Linked DNA regions of Mus musculus: region 1 is linked to region 2. Evidence: chromatin contacts called from public HiChIP or PLAC-seq data. All regions are on one chromosome and are shown on one strand. The core of a region is the stretch at or near the end of the contact, and the rest is flanking DNA. Distances in the headings are between cores, read along the strand shown.

Region 1 (5,609 bases), core at 756-3,255, 240 kb after region 2:
AGTCAGCGTACAAGAGGAAATACCCTCATACGAAACCTGCTGACTGTGGCAATATTGGCAATGCCAGAGCTACGAGATCAGCTACGTGTCCATCAACAGGTGAAGGAGTAGATAAAATTCGATATATACATAATCACTTAAATACTATTCAGCCATAGAGAATAAAATTCTGTCCTTGACAGAAAAAAAACTAGAAGGAACTGGAAATTCGAAGAGTTAACTGAATAAGCCAAACTCAGAAAGGGAATATTATGTGTTTTCTCTAAAGTGCAGAATCTAGATTTTTAAAGTAAAAACATGGAAATAGAAAGAGGAATGTTTAGGAAGAGATGGGGGGGCAGAGATAGAGGGGAAAGGGACAGAGAAGGACGATGGAGAACAAATATTCTCTCCCTGCACTGTGCACATATATGAAGCTGTCATAATAAAATCCTCAGATTATACCACTAATATCCATTAATAAAGACGACTAAAATTTTTTTTAAGGAGAACTCATCTGAAGTCAGCTCACCGATCCTTCACTACCCCATTTCTGTGACTACTTTATACATTTTAGTCCTTATAGCACAAGAAGCAGGCTGCCTTAGGAGTCCTGGGCTGGTATCACATGGTGTCACATGGTGCTTGGTACTAAGCCTAAAACTAACCTGATTCTGGAAGGTTCAGTTTCCCCGGCTTCCTTTGTGTGAAGAAGCCTTTTTTTAAAGAAACACTTTCTCACTGAAGCCTTTGGTTCCGGTGACCACATAGCAGTGTCCCAGGGTGCAGACAGACACAGCTGCCCCGATAACAAAAGCCAGTGTTTGCCATCCTAGAAACCCGAACAGCCAACTCCCACACATCTCAGGCTGCTGAGCCCCTGAGCAGTCTTCCTTTTTGCACTGGGGACAGCTGCTTTCATTGGCCACTGTAGAGTGAATGGTTCATACTCTGTACTGTGTTTGCCTTGAACACAAACTGAAAAGCAAGTGTGTACGAAACAAAAGCAGTGGCTGAAATCAAACCCAAAAAGACAGTGGACAGAGGCAGTGGACGGTCAGAGAAAGAGCCCTGGGGTGACTGAGGGACAGGAACAAGGTGATGTTGCGAGTGGGACCAGGTCACCAAGGCTTCTGGGACTTCAGAGGTCATTCCAAGGACATCTGAAGAAGAATGGCCTCTGTAACAAGGGACTTTGTATTTTAGTGGTCCCCAGGACAACATCCAAGTCCGACATCTTCCTCACACATTTCTTCCCAACCTGGTGTAAGTGGCCACATCCTTGAACATTCAGAGTAGGCAAGCCTCTTACAGAGCCTCAGATATGACTCCTTCCTCCATGTTCATCCAAATATTAACACCTGCTTCCAAAGTTCCTGAAAATGACAACCCACTTCAGTGCCCCTTAAACTTTTAAGCCTCCGGACATGCATCAGAAGAGATGAGAAGAAACCTGGACATGCCATTTGAGGGGGGCAAATTGTACCCCAATCTACAAAGAATGTATATCAGCTGTGTTTGTAGGAAGGGCCAGGGTTCACAGGGCCTGGCAGCCTCTATGCTTTGTCCTGGGATCAGCCTAGCTCAACTTTGTCCTAAGATCAGCCTCCCTATGAGCAAGGTGCCAACAGCAAGTGTAGTGAACGAGTGGAGTTCCAGCTATGTGAGGTAGCTGTGCAAGCTACCTAATCCCTGGCACACTGTCGGGATGCATTAAAAAGTCAGCAGACCTGGACGTTGTTTCTTTCAGTCAAGCAATTTGTATGAATGAGAATCCAGGTGCCCGGGGAAGAAAGGCTACTCGAAGGAGGAAAAGCCTCAAAGAACACTGGGAGTTTGGATCAAGAGAGCTGGTTTCTGCTCCCAAAGGGTTGAGGATTCAACCCCTGACACGTCTTGAGGATCTTGGCAGGCATTTTTGAGCAGGTGCACAGCCACCCCTCAGCCTGTCTCAAACTGTGTGTTCTCTAGCAGGCGAGACAAAGGAATGAACTCTGGACCCCAGCATGTGAGGGAGAGATGACACACGTCTTGATGAACAGGGTAAATCCAGGCACCTCTGAGGGCCCTTGTTACATTCTTGAGCTGTAGGAGGGGCCTCTGCTTGGGTTTCGGCTGTTCTTGGCCTCCTCACTGACCTGGGGCACTATTTCCTCTCCCCAGTACCTCCCCCACCTTCTTTCAAAAAAAAAAAAAAAGTGTTTAAAGGGTTTTGTCCGTGAATGATCTTATTCATGAGGTAGACATGATGACAGTTTGCAGAGTTAAACGGGCACTTTAACTGTGTGTCTAATAAATCCGAAACCAAAATAAACACACGGGAAGAGGGTTTGGGAAAGAAAGGAGTCAGGCAGACTGGCAGGCATGAACGGAGCCTGTCACACTGATTTACACAGCCCCTTAGAAAGCAGGGTGTCCCCACCCCTACCTCCCCCCCCCCCAGTCCCGCTCCTCCCAGGCCTGGCTGACCTGAGGGCCAGTCCAAAGCAGCCAGGTAGAGGCCAATGTGAAAGCACACCTGGACGGACTGTGAATGGTGGGTGGGAAATGGAGCAGGAAGGGTCGTGCTGTCCACTGCCCATCAGAGAGGCAAAAGCCAAATAAATGCAAGGAGACAAAGCCAGACTGGTGCTGAACCATGGTGTGGTCCACACCCGGATTAAAAATGGCATTACCAGGCTTTTTCTGCCCACTCCAAATCACCCTCCACCCAGGATTTGAGAACAAACTGGGATTAGAGACATATTCAGGTGAACTTGACAAGCACCTCTTGCTCTAGGGCTAATCACCATTCCAGGGGCACAAGGGGCCTGCCTACCTTGACCCTTTCTTAGCCAGCCTAGCACGCTAAGGACATGCTTTGGGGCGTATCTGCCATGAATCACCTTCCTTGTCCAGAAAGAATGCCGTCACACAGGGAAATGGAAATTCCTTTAATATTTGAATAGGTTTGAGGGTAGAGCCAGTCTTTCTTTTTCTCATTGTCCACCCTTAGCCTCTACTTAGTGCTATTTCAGGACTAAACTAAAAAAAAAAAAAAAAGTTTAAAATGCTTGCTGGATTGAGGCTATGGTCTATGGCTAGCTGCTCCTGGCCCTCCAAAGCCACGAATGGCTTTGCTTCTGGTTCTCCGGGCACTGAGACCTCTTTCGGATCACTGCCGTCTCTAGCACCTTCCACTGCAAAATGGAAAGAATGCCCCTAGCTGTTGTTCATTCCGCACTATGGAGCTTGGCTCCATCCTAAAGCCAAGCCCACAGGGATGGCTCAGACCCTTTTGCCTTTGCCTCTAGCCATGCTATCCCATTCTGGGATTCATCTTCCCACTCCAGTCCTTGGTATCACAGGCCACGCAGCCTCATGACTCTCCACCTGCTACCCAGTATCAGTTTGTCCTAGAATGATTCTAATTTTGGTTTTAGATAAATACTCAGTAGGCGTTGCCTTTCCCCAGGCCACACACTGCCCAGGACTCTTGATGGAAAGTACTTTGGGGATATCTTCAAAGCCCGGCCCACTCTTTTTCCAGAAGGAGGTAGCACAATCCATAGCCTTTGCCCTTGCTCCCTGGGTCCTTCAAATGTGGAGTCTCTGTCACCCTTCTTTATGAATAGCTTCCCCAGGGGAAAATGACCTAGCATTTTTTCTTGGGTTCTGGGAGAATTTCAGTAGACAATGAAGCTCTTTTCTTTGTCTTCTTGTCTCTGAGAAAGGTACACAACCCACAGCCCATGGACAGACCTGCTGCACTGAGGATGGCCGGGGTCCAGGGGAGGTACTTTGTGATGAGGGGCTTCGGGTTTCATGGAAGCAAGCAGTGCAAATTCCTTAAATCCAATAACAACAACAACAACAACATTAACTAAGCAGGAAGCCAGGAGAACACAGACCTGCTAACTGCGCAGCTGCAAACCTTTGGAGACCTCAGCAGAGAAAGAGGAAGTGCCAGCCTCTAGCCACTGAAAAACAGCCTCGAGGGATTTATGCTCTAATAGAGGAACAAAAAAAGAATCCGTGTCCTTCTTGGGAAAATGGCAGGACGAAGCGGCAGTCACAAAAGATGCATTAAGAAGAGTGGAGGAAGAGTGAACAGGTTGGACCGGAGAGAGGCAGGGTTAGTTAGGAGCACTCTTAAGAGAAGGTGGTTTCTCCCTGCCCTGCTGCGGTGTAAGAGAGAACAGAAAGGAGACTGTCTCTTGGGCACAGAGCCCATTGACATCCAGGGTCTCAGAGACAGAGTTGCCTGATCCAAGAAAGAGGGATGCCTCTGTGCCTGGGAGGGGCACAGCAAGCATCAAGCAGAACCAAGGAGAGAGCAGTGGGGATCTCGGAAGGGGATCAAAGCCACCAGATCCTCCAGGTATTAGCCAGTGCAGGCAACAAAGTGTGCAGAAACCCCAAAAGGAGAGTTTCTGCAAACAGTGCATTTCAGCTCTGCCCCCAACAGATTCTGTCCCCTCTCTGGTTCCTTTCAGACAGATGGAGGGATGAGAGTAAGGAAGGACCTACAGACAATTTTCAGAGGGTTTGGTCTTGACCTAGCCATAGACATGGGCAGGAGAGAAAAGTCCAAACTGATCTACTTAAGATATGCTTCTGATAAACCTATTTAGATGAGTTTGAGGGATGATAGCTCATGCTGTGAGAGTCAATGCATTACTGAATTCTGTGTGGTTGGGTATATCTTAGCAAATCTTTAAAGATAGCATGGGCACCATCTGGCACACACAGTGACCCAGAGCACAGTCACGTCGTTAAGTGAACATTATGAACATTACTGAGAGCCGACAGTGGGTTCTACAGCAGGAGTTTGTTTTCTACCAGAAAAAAAAATGCACAGGGTAAGAGAGAGCCAGGGAGACCCTGTAAGAAACCCTCATTGAAGCCAACAGCTTGCCCTCCATAGGCCCTCATCTGGGAAAGTGGAGCCATGCTTATGAGGAAGACTCTGCAGGGGTGCTTGGTCCTCAGCTTAGCCCCTGAGACATGCAAGATCCAGAAAACAACCTTGATCTTTCTCTGGTTAATGGGCTTATATAAAACTGAAAGACTCCACCCACTTTACAATCTAACTGGACAGCAGGAAGTCGAAAAAAGAAATGTGTGTAAATAGGCTCTCTCCAAGCTTGCCAGAGCAGAGTCACTCTTACAGAGAAAAGTCTCTATGGTCAGCTGCTCCAGATTCTTAAAGACTTGCCTAAGCTCTTTCTCTTCTTCCGGAAAACTTCAAAAATTGAGCAATGACCATCACTCACATTAAAATCTGAACCCTCGGTGGCCATTGCTGTGTATCCCAGAGAAGGGCAATGCACTCACTTAGCAAGGCCTGCAAATGGAAAACCATGGAATAAAAGAGTCACCAAGAAACGCAGCGGGGACAAGCCAATGCCAGGGGGAGTTGATCAGTAATTTGTTCCAGAATAGCTTAGAACAACTTACCTACTGCGACATTCCTGAGGAAACTTCTGAAGCTGGTACCTGAATGTATATCACAGTGCCTGGGAACTATGTGAAAAGAGAAGGAGAAAGCCAGAGGAAGAGCAGGGCTGGGCTTCCAGAAAAAGCAGAAGCAAAAGGCTTTCCACTGCTGGAGAAAGAGACGACTGCATGCTCATGTTCATGTCAGCACT
Region 2 (5,411 bases), core at 2,247-4,746:
AGGACACAAACCAGAGTCACCTGGGAAGAGGGATCTTAAACTGAGAAATTACCTCCATTAGATTATCTGGTGGGCATGTCTGTGGGACGTTTTCTTGATTAATGATTGATGTGGGAGGACCCAGCTTACATGGGGCAGTGTCACCTCCAGATAATGGTCCTGGAAGTTATAAGAAAGCTGGTTGAGCAGGCAATGGGGGGCAAACCTTTCTCCATGGCCTCTGTTACAGTTCCCGCCTCTAGGTTCCTGCTTGAGCGCTTGACCTGGCTTCTCTGTACTATAGACTGTGATCTGTAAGCTACAACGAACTCTTTCCTGCCCACGATGCTTTTGGTCAGTGTTTTATCACAGCACCAGAAAGCAAACTAGACACTGGATCGTATGGCAGTTCTATTGCTTGTTCTCTCTGGAAACTCCACAGTTTTTCATAATGGCTATATTGTTTCTATCTCCACGATGAGACTATTTACATCCTGAAAATTCACAAATAAAGCAAACTTTACCCTTTTCTGAAGAATTGTTTTACAATACACATAAGTAAAACAACCAAGGAGATGCCACTGCCCATTGATGAGAATGGCTAAAACCCAGTTCCAGCAATGGCAAGAATACAGACTACCAGAGGCTCTCTCTCACTCAGTGCTGGCAGGAGTGCTGAATGGTTTGGTAACTTTGGAAGGCAGTTTCATGCAAAGCCAAACACACTCCTGCCAGAATCCTCGCAATCACATTCTCCAGCATTCACGTGCCTCGGTATTCATCCTAAGGACTTGAACACGTATGTTTCCCCCCAAACGTAAGTGAATCTTCAGAACAGGTTTATCTCCTATTGCCCTACTGGGAGCAACTAAAATGACTTGCAAGAGGCGAATGGATAAACTATAGCTCATCCATCCAATGAGATATTATTCACTGGTAAAAAGAAATGAATCTCAAGCTGCAAAAAAGATGCACAGAAGCTGAAACATATATTGTAAGAAAAGCCAGTCTGGAGAGCCTACATAATGTGTGATTTCCAACTGTCCAACATTCTGGGGAATCAACATGTGTGGAGACCAGAAATGTCAGTCATTTCTAGTACTAGGTGGGGGGTGGGGAGGGTTGAGTGTGTAGAGCACATGGCTTGTTAGGACTTTTAATGACCCTACCCTGCATGACCTCGTACGGCGTGTGTAGCACGCATGTTGTCAAAACCTGAAATCTGCAAACAGAAAGTGACTCCTAATACAAACATGATACATCTGCATTGGCTTACCAGGGCCTCAAAAATGCAGTATGTTGATAACAGAAACAATTATGGGTGGTGAGGGACAGAGGAAATCTATATATTTTCTATAAGCTTAAAAATGCTCAAACAAAAGCCTATTAATTAAAAAAAAACCCACAGTGTCATTCCTGCGTATATGTAATGACTTAGTCATGGGTATGTAACACACTCACAGAGACGCTCCATTTTTAAAGACTACTGTGTCTTGCTCTGTAGCCCAGGCTGGCCTGCAACTGCCTGTTTGACTTTCTTTTTTGCTCTTATTGATATCATTGGCAGAAACTTTCCCGGTCCTCATAAATCTTAAATTTTATAATCTTACAGTTTTGGATTACTATATAGTAACTCAAGTTCATTGAACTATTTAAACACCTCTGACCTTAGGCTGGGCCTATAGCAGTCTAGGAGACTGCCGAGCACAAAGAATCTGACTTCCTTTCTCAAACCTCTTCCTTCTGCACTTACAGTCTTGCTTTGGGTCCTCTGGAGATAGAGACGGGGAGCGGGAAAGGTGCGGTGTGGCTCCCCAAGAGGGGTGCCTGTCCCAGTTCAGCTTTTGTGTTGTCTCTGAGCTCAGGTCAGTGTATTCTGTGTACTTTAAAATTTTTAAGTTATAGAGGCCAGGGATGTGGCTCAGTTGGTATAGTGCTTGCCCTAACATAGAGAGACTCTGGGCTTGATTCCCAGCACCATATACGTTTAGTGTGGTGTCTCTACCTGCAATCTCAGTACTTTGAAGATGGAGGTAGGCAATCATCAGGGATTAAATGGAGGTCACACACATACATGCACTTTCACACAAACATACATGCACTAATAATGAACATAAGAAAGATAAAGTGCTGAAGAGATGGCTCAGCAGTTGAGAGTACTGGCTTCTCTTCCAGAGAATCTGGGTTTGAGTCCTAGCATCCACCTGGTAGCTCACAACTGTCTGTAGCTTCAGTATTAGAGCAAAGAATGTCCTCTTTTGTCATCTGTGGGTATCAGACACATATAGGGGGCCCAGAAGTATATGCAGGCAAAACAGCATAAACATACAATAAAAATAAAAAACCCAAAGATAAATAAATAAGCTATAACCTGTATCATAAAACTGATTGTTTGTCCTTTAGTCAGTTAATCTGGACCATGTTTATACATTTCCACATACTATGCCTGTCACTAACTGAATGCTCATTGCTGTGTGAATAACTGAAGGTGCCCCAGGTAAGTGTGCCTGTACTAAATGTTTTGCAAAGACTGGGAAGACAGCAACAGCATGGGAGCTCACAGGCCCTATATGCCAGGGGAGCAGACAGTCTGGCTATATCCTATGCATTTATATGTATTGATTAAGTACAGCCATCCAGGGATGTGGAGTGCAAGGGGTGAAAAAGGATGCCATTTTCTTCCTTAATGGCCCATACTATTTATTCAGGCATATGTATTTTACTAACAGAATCAAAGCAATGAACATCAAAAATGTCTGTCCTCTTTGGAGGGTCCTTACTTTGACAGAGGCAGAGACAGAGACAGAGGCAGAGAGAAAGAGACACGAGAGACAGACGAGGGGCAAGATAGAGAGGGAGAGACAGAGACAGAGACAGAGACAGAGACAGAGGCAGAGACAGGATAGGAGGAGAGTACTGACATTCAAAAGCTGATTTGGTATTTACAGCTGAGCCTACTGGATGCACACAACTACACAAAATACAAACCTTAGACTACTCTGAGGTCACAGTAAACAGAGGCGAAGCCAAGCCACTTCTTACTTTTGTCTAACATGGAACAAAAGCAAATTACTATGCTTTATGAGAAATGGTGAACACTTGCCTGACTTGGCTGGAAAACTAATGGCCACGTTCCTATTCTTTCCAAATACAGCTTTGCCCTTGTTCATTTGTACTCTCTACAGATTAGATTAATTACATAATCTGTCATAGAATAGTCAACCTTTATCGCTAATGTTTTAGAGATCAGATCTTACTCTGTAGCCCACAGTCCAATGTCGAGTGAGCACTGACTTCCTTAGTCCCCACCCCCAGTCATATGTAATCTCCTTTTTCCTAATGTTCTTTATTGCCATGTCCCGTGGATCTTCCATGGTGAGTGTCCCCCTCAAGTGTTGAGACAAACATTTATTTTCTGGTGGCCTTCATTAACAGAAACCACAGCAAAACTCACACATTAACGTCTTATCACGTGGCTTTTCTCTGTCTCATCCTTCCAGACCTCTCTATTCTTGTCAGATAAGGAACGGTGCTATCTTCCTTTACAGCTTAATTGAGGTCTGATTTGCATATGGTTTGCATACTTAGAATGAAACTTGATAAATTTTAACTTATGTACTTTCAGCAACTATTAATCTACTTTCATTTTAAACAGTGTGTGTGTGTGTGTGTGTGTGTATGTGTGTATTCTTACCCCAGAGAGGACGGGGGGGGGGGGGGGCTTTATCCCTACAGTGATAAGCAGGCTTAATGCTTACTTCTGAGCTTCTAAATCCTTTTCTTCATTAAGGGGAGCCAAGACTCCTTTAGGAAATGATCAGGTTGTGTCTGACAAAGTCCAGAAAGTATCTGAGCTATTTGGCTACTCTGGAAAGTCAGAAAGTATTTAAGGAATGATTGAACGTGGAGGAAGGACAAAGGAGCTCTCATGAGGGGACTCCCAATGACCAAGTATGCCTTTATGTGTCATGAAGACGAGCATTAGCAATGGATTCTGTACAAGTGGATAAAACAGAATCCACGAGTCAGACAGATAAACATAAATGAATGAATGAGTGAAGAAAGAGAGGACTCCCTCCAACCAGTGCACTCGGAAGGAATGGCAAAACTGGGGCGTCACCAGTTGGCAGCACCCATTGTAGTTAGCTCACCCAAGAAACAATGTCAAGGATGGTGAGAAGGGGCAGGAGTGACAAAGGCTAGATGAGGGTGGAGTTTCTTAGTTCCTGGCTAGAGAAAAAGAGCAACATTTTAGTGGAGAACTTGGAAAAACACCTTAATGAGGTGATTCAAGTTCACACCAGCTGACATGAGGTCAACTGTAATGACATTCATCCAAGCGAATGCAATAAGAACACATTGTGGCATCTTTTCCTCAAAGAATTGCCAGAATCAGTCACAAGGAACTGTCTACAAAATGTCTCCCATGCAGCTCGGAAATATCACCATCACAAAAGACAGGAACAGATGGAGAAAGTTAGGGAAGGTCTGGAGAGATGGCTTGACAGTTAAGAGCACTGGCTGCTCTTGCAGAAGACCATGGTTTGATTCCCAGAACCTATATGGTGGCTTTCAACCATTGTAACTCCTGATTCATGGTATCTACTGATCTCTTTTGGCTTCTGTAGGTCAAAAGGATTGCATGTGGTGTTTGCGTATGCACATACTCACACACACACACACACACACACACACACACATGCAGGGAAAACACCTACACATATACAACATTTAAAAAGGCTTTGTGGAACACAACTGCCCACAGTGTGGCTTCTAGCATTATTGAATCAGTCAACATGACCTTAATGGGTAAGATGATTAAATGATAGAAATGGAGACACCTTACTCCCTTGGGTTTTATGTTGTATCAAAATGTCAAAGAATGCCCTGTACATGGGAAACCTACCTTCAAGTGGTTGTGCTAATCTCAGAACTGTAGTAACCAAGGGTTTGACTCAGTCTCTTTGATCCTAGTCTTGAGGATCAGCAAATCCCAGCCTTCCACCCTACACAGGGTGTTCCCAAAGGACCTTTGCAGAAGGCCAAGGTTCTTTAGACAGTGATCCAAGAAATAATCATCCACAAGAGGGGGAAATAGCGCGGGTGACCTTTGTTCTGTGCCTGGGACTTTCCCTGGTTTTGCTGCAGTGTTGAAACCAGGAAACTTACTAATGATATCTATAGCATATCAGCATAAGCATTAATATTAATGTCTGCCGAGGAGGCTTGGAACAGTGTGGGAATTCCCCCTGCTGTAGGCACCGTCCCCAGAAAGATATGGCTGGCAAAGCAATATTGTGCACAGGTAAATAGTTTCTCCTGGCCAGAACCTTGCCTCACACATTCTTGTCTGATCAAACTGTACCTGTGCTGTCTTTATAAGTTCTTTTATAAAACTGTAGTTTCCCGAAACTTGACACTCTTCGGGAAGG

Evidence for each region. HiChIP or PLAC-seq counts read pairs in DNA pulled down with a chosen protein or histone mark.
Region 1: an H3K4me3 HiChIP or PLAC-seq map of intestinal villus epithelium shows a contact between it and region 2, with 9 read pairs. The contact joins two enhancer-like sites. A contact is called at or near these places in 7 of 115 datasets of contacts at active chromatin or transcription factors (acute myeloid leukemia, embryonic stem cells, epiblast stem cells and 3 more) and 1 of 9 other capture datasets (embryonic stem cells).

What each region holds. Positions count from the first base shown.
Region 1 is chr9:31,837,401-31,843,009 of GRCm38.p6, forward strand. No RefSeq gene overlaps it. Among named protein-coding and RNA genes, the nearest start is that of Gm31497, 66 kb to the right of the region's middle. Within about 2 kb of position 2,006, at least 30 of the 459 cell types and tissues checked have an H3K27ac peak or open chromatin away from gene starts, as enhancers often do. A contact at or near this core is called in intestinal villus epithelium, where this site is marked.
Region 2 is chr9:31,597,800-31,603,210 of GRCm38.p6, forward strand. No RefSeq gene overlaps it. Among named protein-coding and RNA genes, the nearest start is that of Gm31408, 41 kb to the left of the region's middle. Within about 2 kb of position 3,497, at least 5 of the 459 cell types and tissues checked have an H3K27ac peak or open chromatin away from gene starts, as enhancers often do. A contact at or near this core is called in intestinal villus epithelium, where this site is marked.